Regions from separate parts of the Oryctolagus cuniculus genome. Here region 1 is linked to region 2. The links are chromatin contacts, called in public Hi-C maps. All regions are on one chromosome and are shown on one strand. Each heading gives the region's core, a stretch centred on a gene start, on an enhancer-like site or on the middle of the called end of the contact. The rest is flanking DNA. Distances are from core to core; before and after follow the strand shown. Region 1 has its middle 9.9 kb from the start of ZFP36L1. Region 2 has its middle 75 kb from the start of ZFP36L1.

The links. A called contact is a pair of places that touch in the nucleus more often than the background predicts.
Region 1: a contact with region 2 is called in a Hi-C map of an unstated tissue, with 3 times the contacts expected there. The contact joins two enhancer-like sites. A contact is called at or near these places in 3 of 6 Hi-C or Micro-C datasets (psoas muscle, skin fibroblasts and an unstated tissue).

The regions. Positions count from the first base shown.
Region 1 is chr20:14,677,653-14,684,029 of mOryCun1.1, forward strand. No RefSeq gene overlaps it. Among named protein-coding and RNA genes, the nearest start is that of ZFP36L1, 9.9 kb to the right of the region's middle. Within about 2 kb of position 2,604, at least 1 of the 8 cell types and tissues checked has an H3K27ac peak or open chromatin away from gene starts, as enhancers often do.
Region 2 is chr20:14,612,687-14,619,095 of mOryCun1.1, forward strand. No RefSeq gene overlaps it. Among named protein-coding and RNA genes, the nearest start is that of ZFP36L1, 75 kb to the right of the region's middle. Within about 2 kb of position 3,070, at least 7 of the 8 cell types and tissues checked have an H3K27ac peak or open chromatin away from gene starts, as enhancers often do.

The sequences.
Region 1 (6,377 bases), core at 1,354-3,853, 64 kb after region 2:
GCAGCTCCAAACCTAGGCAGAGCCGCAGGATGCCGAGGGGGAAGCAGACTCCAGGACAGCACGGAACCAGCTTTCACCTGGGGCCCAAAGTCTGAACCGGCTGCCCGCTGCCCCCAGAGCCTCCGTGCACTCTGTGTGGGGGCAGCACACGGGTCAGCAACCGGGGACAGAAGAGGCAAAGGCAGGGTGAGGATCCGTGCTGATGGGCTGCTGTCTCCTTCCTCCTCTCTCCACTCAGGCTAGAGCCCTGAGCGCCTACATTTGCTCCCTTGGACCCCTAGATCCAAGTTGGACCCCTAGAAACAAGTTCTTTGGGTGGAAGGGGGACTGCTGGTTGCAATTGAATCATTACAGCCAATATCTCTCAAGAGGGAAGGCTCCAAGGCAGGCCTCCTGCGTCAGAGCGCCTGGCTTGAGTCCCGCCTACTTGGCGTCCATGCCAGCTTCCTGCCAGTGTGCACCCTGGGAGGCAGCAGCTGATGACGCAAATACTTGGGCCCCCGCCCCCCATGTGGGAGACCTACATTGAGTTCCAGGCTCCTGGCTTTGGCCCGGCCCAGCCCTGGCCGTTGCAGGCATTTGGGGAGTGGACCAGTAGATGGAAGATCTCTCTCTGTCTCTGTCTCTGCCTTTCAAATAAAATGCAAATAAATCACAAAAAAAAAAAAAAAGACCTTGAAACAGGGACCACCAAGCCCAGCAACCATCCTGCTGGCTTCCAGAGCAGGCCCCAAGGTCACGAGTTTCAGGGAGGCGTTGGTGCTGGTAGCTGGTCGGAAAGGCTGCGGCTGCACCCCAGCTTCCCCACCCCCCACCCTCGGGGATTAAACCAGGATTCCCTCCCTCAACAGCCGGGCTGCAGTGCAGCCGACAGGGGCCATTCCCCATGTTGTGCCTCAGTTTCCCTGTCTGTAAAGGAGGCAGGGAAGAAGTCCAGCCTGTGTTTCCCACCCCAGCTCCCTGGGCAGCAGAGGGTGAGCAGAGAGGATGGGGACACCTTCCGGAAGGAGGAGCTGGAAGGAGACACATTCTCCACCAGGATGGGGGGGGTGCTCCAGGGGAGGGGGACAGCAGGGACCTGGACTAGCCGAGCAGCCCATGCAACCCGATGTTTGCTTCCCTCCTCAAGTGGGGGCTGGGAGCCTGGGTGTGGGGGTTGCACAGACCTGGGTCCCGGCTTGGGGGTGTACAGCTGTGCAACTGGGACTGGTAACTTCTCCCTAGCCTGACTTTCCCCGTCTATAAAATGGGGCTAATGGAAGTATTGGCAGGTTCTCTGATATGTGATTGAGTGACAGAGGGCTCCAGCCACTGCTGGCTCCTGTTATTTTTTTCTTACATAAATTTTATTTTTAAAAAAAGATTTATTTTATTTACTTGAAAGAGTTACAGAGAAGAGGTAGAGACAGAGAGAGAGGTCTTCCATCCGCTGGTTCACTCCCCAGATGCCGCAACGGCCGGAGCTGCGCCGATCTGAAGCCAGGAGCCAGGAGCTTCTTCCAGGTCTCCCACATGGGTGCAGGGGCCCAAGGATGTGAACCATCTTCCACTGCTTTCCCAGGGCATAGCAGAGAGCTGGATCGGAAGTTGAGCAGCCAGGACTAGAACCGGCGCCCATATGGGATGCCAGCACTGCAGACCAGGGCTTTAACCCACTGCGCCACAGAGCCAGCCCCTTCTTATGTAAATTTTAAAGTGAACTGCAACAGACACACCACGTGTGACTCGTGTGACTCGGAGACAGGAAACCCAGAGAGCAGGCAGGGCCAGCAAACCACCGGATTACGACACAGAAACACACTGGAGAAGAGGCTCTGTGTCTCTGAGGAGTGAATGCTGGTCCCCACGTTCTCAACAGGGCCTCTGGCCTGGGTCTTCTCACTCCAAAACTCCTTCCTCTGCATCTCATCCGATCCTCACCATAGCCCTGCCGTGTGGGCAGGATGAGTAAGCTTCCTGGGCCCCATGCTTAGAGGAGAAAAACAAGTCTCAGAGAAGCTAAGCAACTTGCCCAAGGTCACACAGCTTGTCCGTGGTTGAGCAGGGTCAGAAACCCAGGCCTACCGGAAGGGGCTGGAATGAGACTAAGCAGGCGAGGTGCCCCGGCTGTGAGACTGAAGGCCCTCACAGGGCGGGAGTTCAGCCTGCTGGGTAAGACGCTGGTGAAGGCGCCCGCATCCCACATGGGGTGCCTGGGTGTGATCCCAGCTCCAGCTTCCCACCAGTGCAGACCCTGGGAGGCAGCAGTGCTGGCTGGAGGAGCTGACTCCCCACCGCCCACAAGGGAGACGCAGATAAGAGTTCTTGGCTCCTGGCTTTGGCCTGGCCTAGCCGAATGTCTTGTTGTGGGCATCTGGGGAGTGAATCAGCAGATGGGATCTCTCTCTCCCCCCCATATTAAATATTTAAAACAAACAGAAGGCTTTCCCTTGCACCCCAGACACGCCCCCCCAATGCTGCCTCAAGCTGTGCCCTCCCCAGAACACTGAGGTCCCCAGAGCCTGCCACAGCCAGATCTTCTGACCGTGCTGGGTGTCTCCCATGAGGAGCCAAGAACACGTCCCCAGAGCCCTGCTGCAGGATCGGAGGCTGGAGGGCTGCTCTTCCATGTACCCTTGAGCCTGAAGGCCAGGAAAACAGGCTGGGTCAGGCAGGCCGCCACCCCCACAGCCCACCTCTGCCAGCCAGGCCTCTCTGTGGCCTCACAGCTACCATCGGGCTCAGGGAGGGTGGGCTGGGACCGGCAGGAGAGTGGCCCACATGGCTGACTCCCAGGACAGTGACTCCTGGATGCTGGCCTGACAGCCACAGGTCTCCTGTCTCCAGCCCCTGGGAGCCCAGCCATCTGGGGCTTGGCTTCCCTCCGCCTCCGACAAAGTGTGGGAGGTGCCCACTTGCTACGGGAGATTTATTTTGAACCCACAAAGAGAAATGTGGGTGACTGCGTGTATTCATGAGTCACCCTGCTTGTGCCTGGCTGGCTGTGGATGCGGCTTTCTCTGAAGAGAAGCTGCATCTGTTCACGGAGTGGCCGTAGGGCTTAGGGGACTCGGTGCAACCACCCACTAAGTCAAAGGCCCCTCTCCCCAGACAAGTTTCTCACCTGCTCCAGGTCCATTCCCTTCTTCCACAAAAAGGGGCCCAAACTGGTACTGACACTGTGTGATTGCCGCTACCACAAAACCAGCCACGGTTTGTCACATGTCTAACAGGCCAGGTACTACTCTCTCTTTTTTTTTTTTTTTTTTTTTTTTTTTGACAAGCAGAGTGGACAGTGAAAGAGAGAGAGAGACAGAGAGAAAGGTCTTCCTTTACCGTTGGTTTACCCCCCAATGGCCGCTGTGGCCGGCACACCCCACTGATCCAAAGCCAGGAACCAGGTGCTTCTCCTGGTCTCCCATGGGGTGCAGGGCCCAAGCACTTGGGCCATCCTCCACTGCACTCCCTGGCCACAGCAGAGAGCTGGCCTGGAAGAGGGGCAACCGGGACAGAATCCGGCGCCCCGACCTGGACTAGTACCCGGTGTGCCGGTGCCGCAGGCGGAGGATTAGTCTATTGAGCCGCGGCGCCGGCCATACTCTCTTCTTTTTGTTTGCCTCTTGCATGCAGTATTGGAAACTCACACAGATCTGTAGGTGCTTAGTTCTGAGACGTACACCGCACAGAGGAAACTTGTGCAGATCGTCAGGCACAGCTCCGTGAACTTCGATGCGCTCCCTCTGTCTTCCCATCAATCTCTGTCATCCTAGGTGGGGTCTGCCCGTTTGTGGCCTTCGTGGGTGTGAACTCCTACGCTATGGGCTCTTTGGGGGCTGCCGCTTCTCACTCAGCTTTACCTTCCTGCAGCTCTTCGGAGTGGTTGTATCTGGTCATGTGCTCTCTGGTGTTGCTGTATGGGACTCCGGGTGTGACTCTAAACCAGGTGTATTGTAGGAGCAGCATCAGCGTTCTAGCTTGCAAATGGCAGGGCTCTGGTCTGCTTACTGAGTTTTATTATCATTTAAATGAGTCTATGTAATATTTATTTATTTAAGGCAGAGTGGAAAAAAGAGAGAGAATGGTAGAATCTTCCATATGTTGGTTCAATCTCCAAATGCCCACAACAGTCCGGGATAAGTCAGCTTGAAGCCAGGAGCTCAGAAGCCAATCCGGGTCTCCCATGTGAGTGGCAGGGACCCCCAGTCCATGAGCCATCACTTGCCGCTTCCCAAGGTGTGCATTAGCGGGAAGCTGGGTTGGAAACAAAGTTGAAACTCAAACTCAGGCGCTCAGAAATGGGCTGCACGTGCCCCAGGCAGGGGCTTAACCACTGCACCCCCAAAACACCCATTCCTGCCCACTGGGTTTTTAGCTTAAGGTCACAGAGGCTGAGCCAGGACTTGAACCCAGATCCCTCAGACTCCAAAACCAGCTCCTTACCATGGGCGACAGAGCTCCCATCTCCCTAGAGCAGGGGAGCAGCAGAAATGAACTCTGCCTACGTGGTCAGGAGCTCCCTCTCCGTGAGGTTCAGCCGGGAGTCAGGGGGCAGTTACCTGACTGGGCTCGGGGGTGAACAAATTGGCCGTCACCAATATTTATTTTCACCGTACCCCCGGCGGGTAGCACAGGTACAGTCGTCACAGCCCTGTACCTTGAGACCTGGGCTCTGCCAGGATTTTGAAACAAGTGCAAATAGCCCGAACGTGGAGGAGATTCCTGTCCACTGACCAACAGTGGCTCTCCGTGGGCAGCCCCTGCCCCAGCTCCCCAGACACCGGTTTCCTTGTCAGTAACCCACACTGGAACTCTTTCAAAAAGCACGGTCAGCCCTTAGACCAGGCACCTCCAAGAGGTGCGTCCCCCCGTGCTGACCTGACCGGGAGAAGAGGCAAGGTTTCGTTCTGCTTCCCAGGTCTGGGACTCCCTGCTGGCCGCTGCAGAGGCGGGCAGGGCCTTCAGAAGAGGGGGAGGGGTGGGCAAGAGCTGGCTGCCCACCCGCCTCCTACTCTGAACTGAGGTAGCCTCCGGCCAACCTAGCCAGACATGACTCAATGGTTGGCTAGCGCAGGGGTGGGGGGCCCCAGGGGAAGAAGGGCACAAGGCCAACTCCCCAAGGCGGCCCTGGGGCACCCTCTGGTCTGTGGATCATTAACGAAGCCAACTCACGGCAAGCAGAGAAGGGGAAAGTCCAAGGGGGTGGCCTGCCCCACCTCCCGGGTCCCCTCCTCCCAACACTGCAATCTTGAGCCTCGTGGGGCGTGAGTTCATGACATTGGCTGGAGGGTGTGTGCTGAGCCATCCAACCCTACTGGTTGCTTGTGGGGCTCCAGCAGGTTCTGCACTAAGGGCCAAGGGAGCCGGCAGCTAACCTGGTCAATGTGCAGTTACTGTGTGCCAGGGACAGTGCCAAGTGTGCTCTGTGTCCCAGACACTGCAGGGGCGAAGCCCACCGTGGGGCTGGCCTGCCTGGGCAGGAGTCCTGACACTTTCTCAGTGTGACAAGTCTGAACTTCTCGGCCCCCCAGTGTCTCCATACATGAAACGGGGGACTTCTTCCTTGAGTCACTGTGAGTGAAGACACAGGTTCTTAGAAGAACCCGCAACACTTAGGAAGAACTGACACAGCGACGGGGTCATCTGCTCGCCACAGTAACCCCTTGGGATCGGCTGAAAAGCCCAAGGCTGACTCATTCACCCATCGGAGCTGGGATTTGAACTCTGGTCCAAGGGCCCCAAGGTCCCTTCTTCCTCCTGCTGTGACCTCTCTGCCCCTTCGGGAACCGGTGCTTCATGATCCAATGGACTCCCACACCCATTCATTCTAAGTCCGCCCCAGGGCCCAGGCCAGGGGCTGGGGAAGGGGACTTTGTGCCCATGAAATCGACCAACAAAGCAAGCTTGACCCTTCTGCCCCACTGCCCTTCGACTCCCACGGGAGCACGAGACGGGGCGGGGGTGGGGTGGGTGGGGTGTCGCCTGTCAGTGCTGGGTGCGCATTGCTCCCATGCTGCCAGCCTAGAGCACTGGGCAGCTGTGGAGGCCCGTTGTCTTCTAACCGCCTAGGAAAACCCACGGGCCGCCCCGAGTAGATGCAGACCATCTCGTCCACCTTCCAAGAGCTAGATGGTGGTGCCCGTGCCGTGGCGTAGCAGGTAAAGCCAGTCTGCAGCGCCCGCATCCCGTGTGGGCACCAGTTCAGTCCTGGCTGCTCCACTTCTGATCCAGCTCCCTGCTTGTGCGCCTGGGAGAGCAGCAGAGGAAGGCCCAGGTGCTTGGGTCTCTGCATCCACACGGGGGATCCGGAGGAAGCTCTTGGTTCTTGGCTTCGGATCGGCCCAGCTCCAGCCGTTCGTGCATTTGGGGAGTAAACCAGCAGATGGAAGACCTCTCTCCCT
Region 2 (6,409 bases), core at 1,820-4,319:
CAGGATCATCAAACGGGATTCTCAACCCAGCTTTCTCCATCTTCAGCCACGTGATGGGCTCGCATCAGTTAACCTAACCAGGCCTCAGTTTTCTCATCTACAAAATGGGAGTAACAATGACACCAACGTTATCAAATTGTCCTAAAATTTAGGACACCTGCGAAACAGCAAAGGTGAGCTTATAGCTCCTCTTCTCTGTGTTGCTAACCTCGGCGCACAGGACACTTCAACAGTCATGGAAAAGGGGAACGGAAAGGTCAGTTTATTTGGGTGCAAAAAAAATTTTGAAATCCCCGTGTGTTCTGTCACAACAAGCATTTTGTGCGGACCTTTTTGAAGACCCCTGTTATTTTCCACCTGGGTTGTTGTTCTGCCGTTGCCCTGACTTGTAAGTAAATTAGGTGATAAGTGATCCCTTGATCCTTTTATTATTATTATTTGATTATGATGATTAAAGCAGGTGGCTGTCTGTTGGGCCAAAGGTCATGTGTGCAAAGCAGCCCCGGGATCACCTCAAGAGGTTCGCTTTATCAGGGACCTGCGCCCAGGGACCTGCGCCCAGCGACCTACCACCCAGGTGCTTGCTCGGCTCAGGTTTCCTTAGACTGTGTCTTTCCCAGGAGCCCCACCCACAGGAGCCTCGCCTTGGAGGAAGTGTGCACGTGAGGGAGGCAGCCACCCTCTCAGGGAAACATGCAGACCCTCCCCCAACAGCCTCTCCCCACCCCCGCACCCTCAAAGCAGCCGGGAGCCCCAGGAGTAGAGCCCACACCACAGAGGGGTTTGCTTTGGTTTTCATCTTAAGATTCCCAAATAGGGCATTGATAGACGCCGTTCACCACTCTTCCTAAGCCTCCATAGCAACCTACTCTGCTTCCCTTGTGGGGGGTGGGCGTTTAGCTCAGCGAGGGTGGCACTCTCCCGCCCCACATCAGAGTGCCTGGCTTTGAGTCCCAGCTCCAGCTCCAGGCTCCAGCTCCCTGACAAGGCTGGGAGCCAGCAGTGATGGTTCAAGTCCCTGGATGCCTGCCAGCCACCCGCACGGAGACCTGGACCAGGTTCCCAGTTCCCAGCTTCAGCCCAGCCCAGCCCCAGCCACAGTGGGCATTTGGGGAGTGAACCAGTGCATGGTAACTGTCTCTGTCTGTCTTTCTCCCTCTTGAATAAATAATTTTATTCAAGAATCTGTCTGATGGGGCCCTGTGCCATGGCGCAGTAGGTTACCCCTCCACCTGCAGTGCCGGCATCCCATATGGGCACCAGTTCTAGTCCCGGCTGCTCCTCTTCCAATCCAGCTCTCTGCTGTGGCCTGAGAAAGCAATGGAAGATGGCCCAAGTGCTTGGGCCCTGCACCCACATGGGAGACCTGGAAGAAGCTCCTGGCTCCTGGCTCCTGGCTTCGGATTGGCGCAGCTCTGGCCGTTGCGGCCATCTGGGGAGTGAACCAACAGAAGGAAGACCTTTCTCTGTCTCTCCCTCTCACTGCTGTAACGCTACCTCTCAAATAAATAAATAATTTTTTAAAAAATTAGGTTGTTTATTTTAAAAAAAGAAAAAGAACCTGTCTGAGCCTTGTGAACTCATGGAGGAAGGGGAATAAATGAAGACCATGAAAGGCACTTGTGGCCGGCGCCGCGGCTCACTAGGTTAATCCTCCGCCTTGCGGCACTGGCACACCAGGTTCTAGTCCCGGTCGGGGTGCCGGATTCTGTCCCGGTTGCCCCTCTTCCAGGCCAGCTCTCTGCTGTGGCCAGGGAGTGCAGTGGAGGATGGCCCAAGTGCTTGGGCCCTGCACCCACACGGGAGACCAGGAGAAGCACCTGGCTCCTGGCTTCGGATCAGCGTGGTGCGCTGGCCGCGGCGGCCATTGGAGGGTGAACCAACGGCAAAAGGAAGACCTTTCTCTCTGTCACTCTCTCTCTCACTGTCCACTCTGCCTGTCCAAAAAAAAAAAGAAAAAAAAAAAGAAAAAGAAAAGAAAGGAGGCACTTGTGTGAGGGTCGGGTTGGGAGCCCTCCCAGCGCACAATCCCAGAGGCGTGACCCCAGAGTCTGGGTGCTCATGACAACATGCTAGGCCCCCTCACCACAAAGGGACAAAGTCCTCTGTCTCTTATCACCCGGGGCCACTGAGGCCCAGCCTGTCCCTAAGCCCCTCTCCCGGCAGGTAGTGCTGGAGACACCGTGGGGCCAGGCTCTGCTCTACGACACGGCTTCAGCAGCTCTCCTGCTCGATATTAAAAATAGCTTTGTCTCTTCCAGCGAGATGAGGCCCGGGAGACAGGCGCCTGCTATTCTAATCTCCGCCTCATGGCTAGCTCTCTGCGGGCTGGAGCATCCGTCAACACTTGCAGGGTGTCCAGTTATAAAGCAGGGCCGGCCCCGGCTGCCTCTGAAGACAGGCTCGGCGGAGCGCTCCTGGGCCGTCCACGAGGCGAATGCGGGCGCCTGCAAAGTCGTGTTCCCACCAGGGACTGAGGAGCAGTGAGGGGTGCCCCCACCCCGCCCCCACACACACAAACTCAGGGGAGCCTGCGTTTCCCAGGCCACAGCCTGCAAGGACTCCCCTTGAGATGCAAACTCAAACAGCACTGGCAATCAGGCGGGGCCTCCCCCTCCCCGCCCCCACCCCCACCTCTCTTCCTCCCCCAAGCCCAGCTTGTACTCTGAAAACTCTAGACCCCGCGGTTGCCAAGGGAACCGAGCCTTTTATTCCATCCCAGTGGCTGGCTGGCTGGCCAGGGCTGAGGAGTGGGGCAACTGGTGCCCAGGCCTTTGGAAGCCCCCATGGGAGCCCCCCTTTTTCCCAGGGCGGGAGGCTGGGTGCACCCCCACTGCCTTTTCACCCAGGCCCAGCTGGGTGGGACAGAGCCCTGGGGCTCTCAGGAGTCCCCCGGCTGCAGCGCCTGGGGAGCCGTCCTGGGGCCCTCCGCTGGCCCTGGCCCTTGCTAGGGGACAATAGCTTCCATGCAAGGGGAAATTCCATCGCCCAGGGTTCAAGTCTCCAAGGAGTTGCTGGGGCCTCTGTTTGGCCAGGAGTGGCTCAGAGGAGCCGCTGCAGCTGCCTGGCTGGTTTCCCCCTCACTGTGTTTTGGTTTTAACCCCTGAGCTGCCAGGGATTGTTTCTCCCCAGCCAGTGCCTGGGAACGAAGAGAGGAAAAGAAATGAGGCTTTGTTCCCTTTGGGGAGCTAATTGGGAGAGACAGGCGGTGTGGTCGGCTCAGCTCCACCGCGGTGGGAGGCTCCCAGCCCTGGCCGCACAGGCTTCCTCACCCCAACCCACACCCAGGAGGCTGGGAGCCTGGGGGTGCTCGCGGTGCCCGTAGGGGCTGGCGGGGGTGGGGGGCGGGGGCAGCACTGCAGGGACAGCTGAGAGCCATTTTCTGGGGCCCAGAAGGTCTCCGGAAATGAGATGCTGGGAGCTGCTCCTCCACCGCGCAAGCCCCACAGAGCGGCTCCTGCTTTTCTCCCCCTACCGTTTCTTCCCAGTCCTGCAGAGGCAAGAAACAGGAACATGAAGACGCTACGTTTGCACGTACTGAGTTAATACATGAGGAACACTTTGCAATCCCACTTATCAAACAGTTCTTTCTACTTGGGAATTTCATTACATTGCAAATCATGCAAATTGGCATGAAAGTCTGGGCCACTGCTCTTTTAAGACCAAGTGGATTCCAGGTAGGGATCCTTAAAGAACCTAGGGATTATCTGGATCCCTTGTAAGAACAGCATTCGCCCCTTCCCAATGTCCAGCGCATTCAAGTAAGGACTGCCCGTGATTTTTATATCGCCCAGGTTATTAATAAATTTTAATATTAATAATCTTCGTGGGTTCTTGCCTTTTACGCAGAGAAGAATTCTGCATGCCGGCTCACATAGACCAGACAACGTGGTCGTTACCTAGTCTGATTGGCAGGTGGGCGTCCAGGTGAGATCAGGTAGGAGCATGGGATCACTCAGGGGGCGTGCTCTCCAGCTTACAAATCTAACCAATTTGATCCTCTCTGTCTGCCTATATCAAGTTCATCAAGAATAATAGAGAGGGGCCGGCACCGTGGCTCACTTGACTAATCCTCCCCCTGCAGCGCCAGCATCCCATATGGGCGCCGGGTTCTAGTCCCGGTTGTCCCTCTTCCAGTCCAGCTCTCTGCTGTGGCCCAGGAGGGCAGTGGAGGATGGCCCAAGTGCTTGGGTCCTGCACCCGCATGGGAGACCAGGAAGAAGCACCTGGCTCCTGGCTTTGGATAGGTGTAGTTCTAGCCGTAGCGGCCATTTAGGGGATGAACCAATGGAAGGAAGACCTTTCTCTCTGTCTCTCTCTCTCACTGAATATAACTCTATCTGTCAAATAAATTAAAGAAAAATAAAAAATATAAAAAATAAAAGAATAATAGAGAAAAGAAACTACTCTTGGGCAGCAAACAATAATGCAAAGGGTATCTCTGTTACCTACGCACACCTGTCTCGTTTCCAAAAGAGGACGCCTGAGCCAGGGCTGTGGCAGCTGGGGAAAGAGAACTACCATGGACTGACTTGGGACACGATGCACAGTCGTGTGCAATAGACAAAAGCCCCATGCAAATCTCACACGGGCAGCCGTAGCTCTGGCTCACCCCCGCCTAGGAGTTCGGCACCGTGACCCTCCAGCCAGCCCTGGTGTGGCAAGACTGTATTTTTAGGAGGCTGTGAGGCATCCTGGGGCAACCCCATGCTCAGGAGAGACACGTCCGTGTGCCTTTTGGGGTTGGGGTTGGGGTTGAGCCCCCACCAACTGGCACTCAGGAATTTCCCGGCCTAGAGACAAAGGCCTGGAGAGTCAGGTGCAGCGGCTGAAGGAGGAGTCAGGTTGGGACTCAGCCCCCTTGAACCTGCAGCGGCTGCCACACCCACTCCCACTCAGTACCAGTGATGCCGAGAGGCAGCCGTGCAGCGTCTTCCGGGGGTGGGTGCTGCACTCGGCCCCAGAACAGGCCCACCACGAACAGGGCTCCCTCTGGGTGTGCAAACAGACGCCCCTAAACCCCATCAGTGTCCACTCCGCCCTGCACCCTCTATTATTTCTTTCAGGTTGGAAGAAAATTGCTGGCTGGAGAGGAGTGGCCAGGGTTAAAACTGAAGCCTCATCGTGGCTGCTTTCACAGCCCCAGAGAAGCCCCTGGTCGGTGCCAAAGTCTTGTGGAATTGAATAGAGCAAGGGGAGAGCTAACCAACCCACCAGAATAGTAATAGCTGACGGTGACAGGGCGGGGGCGGGAGGGGAGCAGGTGTCACACGCCACGGCTGGGCTGAGTGTTTGATGTGCACCCATTTGTTTTAACCTCATGATAACCCCATGAGGTAAGAACTCTTATTTTCCTATTTTATAAACAGGAAACCAAAACTAGGTTGCAAACCAGATGATCTGAAGGGTAGCAACTATCAAGGGGAGGAAGCCAGGGAGGAATCCTACACGCATTTGCTTGGGATCCTGTTGCACGCCCACTGATGGCAACATCGCCCAGCTCGTGTGCAACAGGAAGAAAGATGTGGGGGTCCTCCGGGAAGCTTAAGGAGGTGGCTTGGGAAGTGGGAGACCGCCCCCCAACTCCATCCTGGCTCTGCCCTTCTCCCCATGAGCCCCACCAGCCAGCTCTTCCAGCTCCTGGCTCCATGCTCCTCCCCGATCAGCCGCAAGGTTGCCCAGATCTCTGAGCCGCCTGCCCGTGCTGGCGTGAGGACAGGGAGCCCAGACAGAGCAGAGCTGACGAGCGACTGCTCACTCTGCACCTGAGCCTCCGTGGCCACGTTTCGCTGTTTTGGGAAACAGGTGCTGGTTTTTGTGTTTTTTTCCAGTTCGTGAAGGGCGGCCGCGTGGAGGAAGAAGCCTTTCTTAGTCACATTTCCTGTTTCACACTGACATTTTCGGAGGAAACCCACAAGTCAACCTGTGCTAAGGCTGCTTGCCAGATGCACCCACAGGTGTCATGAACATCCAAACAGAGGCCACAGCCGGCCCAGCTCAACACGAATCAGTGGAAGTAAGATCGCTAAGAAGGGCTGATGGCCTGATAAGGTGCCCCAGAAACAGCAAATGACAGTGACATGCGAGAGACCGGAGAGATTATTAAACAGGACTCCCAGCCAGGAGGCAGAGAGAAGCTGGGGGCGATCTTTCCACTCCTCTCTCTGTAGTCCCGGCTTAGCCTCTGGTTAGGATGCAGAGAGAGGCTTGGGCGATTGCAAAAGCAGCCATGATGACTGGGTCATAAAATTAATTGCAGGAATCAGGATTCTTTAACAAACACCAGAGATAACTGTGATAACTGAAGAGCCGTGAAGTTGCCTTCACTCAACTGACCCCAGGACGACAGGCCGGCAGCAGATGGGGCACATGCCCACAAGGGCCCGGGGGCTGGTGGGCAAAGGATGCC